2 separate regions of the Gossypium hirsutum genome follow, and region 2 is linked to region 1. The links are chromatin contacts, called in public Hi-C maps. All regions are on one chromosome and are shown on one strand. The core of a region is the stretch at or near the end of the contact, and the rest is flanking DNA. Distances in the headings are between cores, read along the strand shown.

The links. Hi-C and Micro-C count contacts between places; a contact is called where the count stands out from the background.
Region 2: a Hi-C map of leaf shows a contact between it and region 1, with 3 times the contacts expected there. The contact joins two enhancer-like sites. A contact is called at or near these places in 14 of 34 Hi-C or Micro-C datasets (anther, callus, fibers and 3 more).

What each region holds. Positions count from the first base shown.
Region 1 is chrA06:107,418,041-107,420,801 of Gossypium_hirsutum_v2.1, reverse strand. No RefSeq gene overlaps it. Among protein-coding and RNA genes, the nearest start is that of LOC107963391, 35 kb to the right of the region's middle. Within about 2 kb of position 1,506, at least 8 of the 9 cell types and tissues checked have an H3K27ac peak or open chromatin away from gene starts, as enhancers often do. A contact at or near this core is called in fibers, hypocotyl and leaf, where this site is marked.
Region 2 is chrA06:107,490,525-107,493,257 of Gossypium_hirsutum_v2.1, reverse strand. No RefSeq gene overlaps it. Among protein-coding and RNA genes, the nearest start is that of LOC107961802, 4.2 kb to the left of the region's middle. Within about 2 kb of position 1,252, at least 9 of the 9 cell types and tissues checked have an H3K27ac peak or open chromatin away from gene starts, as enhancers often do. A contact at or near this core is called in fibers, hypocotyl and leaf, where this site is marked.

The sequences.
Region 1 (2,761 bases), core at 257-2,756:
AATAAGTAAAAGAGAGATAAACATTTGAACTCTTGAAATTTTAACAACAATAATAAATAAGCAATGAACTCGTGACAGATTGTTGAAATTAAATTTAGAATTTATTTTTATTTTTTATTTAATTATAGAATTTAAAAGAAATGAGTTTTGTTTTGGGTTTTAAGTGGATTTATATATTAAGCTTATATGTTTAAAAAAATATTAGGCTTGTCTAAAATACAATGGTCTTTCCTTTTAGTGAAGAAAGGGTTTCTGAAACTCGATCGTCTCTTGATTAGGAAACGAAAAAAGTTAGATTTAAAGATGGTGAAGGTGATGAGGATGTTGATATGTTCGTGGACTTGGAACCGAGGCCAAAGGTATCCTAGAAACATAAGTTGATTGGAACAAGGTTTTCTAACCATGAGGAGGTTAATAGACGTACAAAAGGTGATAGTGTTGAAGATATCGAGTTTCTAGAAGAAGATGTTATAAAACTATGGTCAATGGAATCCCAACTATAGAATTCTCACATCGTATCCAAAAGATCCTTTTTTAAAGAAATGGTGACAACGGTTGCGCTAAAGTTACTAGGCGAAATATTGGATACACAACCCTTCATAATCGGATCAGTAGCCTTTGGCGACCATCAAAACCAATTCACCTAATGGACATTGAATACGGGTATTTTTTGGAAAAATTCCAGTGTATGGAAGATTTTACCAAATTCCTTTCATAAGGACCATGGATTATTTATGATCAATACCTTACTGTGCAGCCATGGACCAAATATTTCGACTCCAAAAAACCTTGCCCGAGTGTGGTTCTGGCATGGATCAGATTATCGGGTCTTCCAGAATTTATGTATAAAAGGAGAATTCGGGAAGCAGTTGGCGGTTTGGTGGGCAAGGTAGCCCAGCTTGATTTCAACGTAGATAGCAAAATCAGACCTTGTTTTGCTAGAATGGTTGTTTTTCGTAAATCTTGATAGATCATTGGTGTCTCGAATATGGGTGAGAGGAGAATAACAGCAGGTAGAATATGAAACTTTGTCGACCATTTGATTTTCGTGTGGCAATTACGGACACTTGAAAGAGATGTGCCCAGCACCGGTGGGGAAGTCGAATAATGTGAAGGAAAAAACCAGTGGGACTTTGGGATCGTCTGAGCCGGTTAACTGTAATGAGGAGGCGACGTACGAGCCTTGGATGGTGGTGGAGCGGAGAAATGGGCGGGGGCAGAAAAAAATGCGGAATCAAAGGGAAGGGGTTTCAAACAAAGTAAGTTCAGGATCGAGATTTCTGGCCCTAAATGATTTAGAAAATCTGGAGAAAGATAATGGTGCTGTAAATGAGGCAATGTCGGGTAAATCTGGAGCTAAAATCAGGTGATTTAATAAATCTGTTTCAAAAACCTTGGGGAAAGGAGCCTCTATTTTAAATAATGGAGGTGTTGGGTCTGTGAAAGAGCCAAGAAGTGGGGTGGGTCAGAGCCTGTTAGTAAATGGACCAAGGCTTGGTGGGTCTTGTAGGGAATGAATAACAATGTTGGACCAGCATCAGGTTGGTGGTGGACTTGGCCCATAAAAAACAGTGCAGGTTAATATGGAAAATGGGCTTTTGGCAATGGAGAATATTGAATTTGGGGAAAGTAAGGGGGAGATTAAGACTTGGGCTTGAGGACCGTTGGGAGCACTACTTTAGACATAGCAATTCGGCAGGCTAAGATTGGTTTTTTGTTGATTGTTGGGTAGGGACCAGGTATTGGTGGGATTAGTTCAGTTAAAAAAAATTTCGGGGTGGGTCGTGATTATTTCTGACCCAAAAGAGCGACAAAATGAATCAGGCATGGACGTGGCAAATTTAGACGTTAATGGGCAGCTGGGTAATTTATTAAAGGCCCTCTTTAATTGTTCTAATTTTTCTAATGAATCCCTTAATACCATTACACACTTTAATCCAACCTTTGAAGAATAGGAGGGGAAGATGGTGGTCTTATATAATTCTAAACTTGACCTAGGAAAACACTCATTTGTTGTCTTCAAGGAAAATGCTAATCCAAATAATGGAGAAGCTTTGGGGGATGATATAACAGACGAGAGTGGGAAAAATTTTTCTTTTTTCAAAACTTAAGGTTCAGGTGATAAAGGCGGTTCGAGCCGAAATGGCAAAAAACTCAATCAAACCATCCGTAATCGGGAGGACAAGTTTAAATTGGTTGCTATTGCCCGAGTTCCTTTGACTGAATTTTTAAACTCTATGGTTGAGTTAATTAATGCTCAACTAGACATGGAAATGGACAAAGGGCTAGAGGCTTTCAAAGGAAATCATACATCAGGGTCGGGGAACTCCAAGCAGTAAGGTTGGTATCAATCCTATTTTTATTTTTTATGGATTTGATAGTTTTCTCCTGGAATTGTCAAGGATGTGCTAGTTTGAAATTTTCTCACATTTTCCTTGTGTACAGTAGAAAACATAAGCTTGATATTGTTAACTTATTGAAGACGAAGGTTAATGGCTTTAAAGTAAAAAAGATTATAGCTAGCTTTGGTTTTCATTATTTTCACCGAGTAAAAGCTATCAATTTTTCGAGAGGTATTTGGGTCAAATTGGACTTAATATATGTTAAGATTATCCGTAGTAATCTTCAATTCATTTGCATTCGGGTTCTGAAAGGAAATTCTACCTTGTAACAGCCCAATTTCATTGGTGTCAAAAACAGTGGTTTCGGGACCACAATTCCAACTAATGAGTTTTTTTTAATATTTATTTAATGCCTGTGG
Region 2 (2,733 bases), core at 3-2,502, 73 kb before region 1:
AATAAAATTAACCTTATCATGAATTATTTATATATACAATAATGTACAAAAACATTTATAAAAAAAATATTATCTAAAATGTTAAAATAATATGATATAAAAAGGAATTTAAAAATAATAATTTTGAAAAAAACAAAGTAAACTTATCAAGGTAATTCAAAATGTATATAAAAAAATAAAAAAATAAAAGATGAATGCTAAAAGGATTTTTTTTTTTAAAAATAATGAGATATATAAATTGAAGTAAAACTTAATTGAAATGAAATCAAATTAGAAGGGATAATTAATAAATATAAAAAACTATTGAAATAGAAATAAGGACCAGCGTGCAACGGGTGCAAATGTATAGGGATTAGATATGAAAATATCCCAGTTTTCCAAACACTGTGCCTAGGCGCAGACCGAAACGCAAAGACACAAATTCTAGGACAAATTCAAAATAAAATAAAATGTAAATAAAGATCAATTAAAAATTCTGCGCAAAGTCAAAGGACCAGACGCGCAAATTAACCTTTCAAGGTGAAAAAGGCGCAGATTCGGCTTCCAAATGGGTTAAGGCGCAGATCCATGTTTTTACTAAACGGTGCCGTTTTTGAGCATATATATGAATCAAAACAAAAGCCCTAATAACCTCAGACTGATTATTCTTCTCAAAACAGCTTTCAAAACCATTTTCTCTCAAAATTTTTCAATCTCTTTTCCTCCTCAACCGAGCGAACCAAGAAGTTCTTCTCTCCTTGCTTCCATGTCAACAAATCGGACCCCCCTGAATCCCCATCAAAGCTTCGATTTCAACGAAGTCAACAAGGATTCGAAGGCTCCTTCTATTAGATAAGTGCTTATGCCCTTGTTTATTTTGTATATTACACACAATAATGAAAATCAAAGGGAAAAAAAAACAAAATCGAAAGAAAAAATAAACTCTAAAATCACCTCTTGAAAACTCTTTGAATTGATTTCTCCTCTTTTCATATATGCGTATATTCAACTATTATTCTCTTCGTAGAAAGAAAGGAAAAAAAATATCCCATTTACATCATTTTCCTTCGGTTTATAGCCGAAAAATAAAATAAATAAATAAAAGAAAATACAAATTCTTTGCTGTAATTCGCTGTGATCTGCTATCAATTGCTGCTTCGTTGTTTTCTGTTGCAGGTGTGCATGGCGTGGAGGAGTTATTCGTGGGCGTGAAGCATGGCGCGCGTGGAAGAATCGATTGGAGGCTGCGGCGGCTGAAGCTTCTAGTGACCTAGGGTTTCTGCCGAAAAAATTCATTAGTGTTTTGGGCCATTGGGCCTATTTTGTTTTATTCGGGTATGGGGTTTGGGTTGTTTGTTAATTAGGTTAGTTTTAGTAGTTGGGCTGAGTGGTTTGGTTTTAATAGTTAGGGTTGAGTTGTAAAAGGACTTGGACATTTAATTTATTTGGTTTATGATTTTATTTTTATTATTATTTTTTGTTTTGATTTTAGGTATGGGCCCAGGCAAATTTGGGCCTATACACTTATAACTTTCAGTACTAGGAAGCCACGCATCAATAGCAATTGAAATATTCTAACTCGTTCCCACCCTCCAACAAATCCCATTCTTCAGCAATTCTTTAGCAGCCCATACACTCTTCTAGGTATACGAAGGTAGTCGTCCTAACTCAGAATTAAGAAAATCTGTATTTAGAAAGTACTTAACTTTTATAACTTTCGTTAATATTGAATCTGGATTATTAAGAAGACGCCAACCTTGTTTAGCTAATAATGCAACATTGAATTTGGATAAACAATGAAATCCCATACCCCCATTCTCCTTCAGATCGCAAAGTCGTTCCAAGTGCACCAATGAATCCCTTTTCGCCCTCGTCCTTTTTGCCACCAAAATCGAGTCATTATGCTGTCCAATTCCACATACAAAGACTTTGGAAGTAAAAAATAGGCCATAGTGTAAGTGGGTATAGCCTGTAAAATAGATTTAATAAATAATTCCTTTCCTCATTGAGAAAGGAACCTCACATTCCAATTCTTAATCTGTTGCCTCATGCGATCCTTTACTAGCAAAAAAGAAGATTTTTTATTTTTCCCCACAAGATTCGGCAAACCAAGATATCTTTCCATATTATTTGAATTTTTCACCGCAAGAATAATGGAAACAACTCTCGTGGATTCTTCTGCAGTGTTGCTACTATAAAAAAACTGTTGATTTGTCGTAATTAACACTTTGCCCCGAGGATCTTTTGTATTGCATTAGGATTGATTTCAAAACTTGTACGCCCCACTCGCTAGCTTCTCCAAACAATATACTGTCATCAGCGAATAATATATGAGAAACTAAGAGATCCCCTCTACTTGCTTGTGCTCCCTTAATCGACCCCTTCCTCAAGGCCATCCTTATAAACCCCGAAAGGCCCTTACTACAAATTAAAAACAATAAGGGACTAAGAGGGTCCCCTTGTCTAATTCCTCTCGTCGGTTTAAATGCCCAACCACTTCTCCCATTAATAATTACTAAATATGAGACTGAAGTGACACACTTCAAAATATTTTCCACCCACAAAGTATGAAATCACATCCTTAACATCAGAGCTTTTAAAAAATACCACTCCACCCTATCATACGCTTTGCTCATGTCTAACTTAAGTGCCATAAAACCTTTCTTCCCAATTTTTTTTTGTCTAAAGGTATGAAAAATCTCATAAGCAAGGAACATGTTATCCAAAATTAATCTATCAGGCACAAAGGCACTT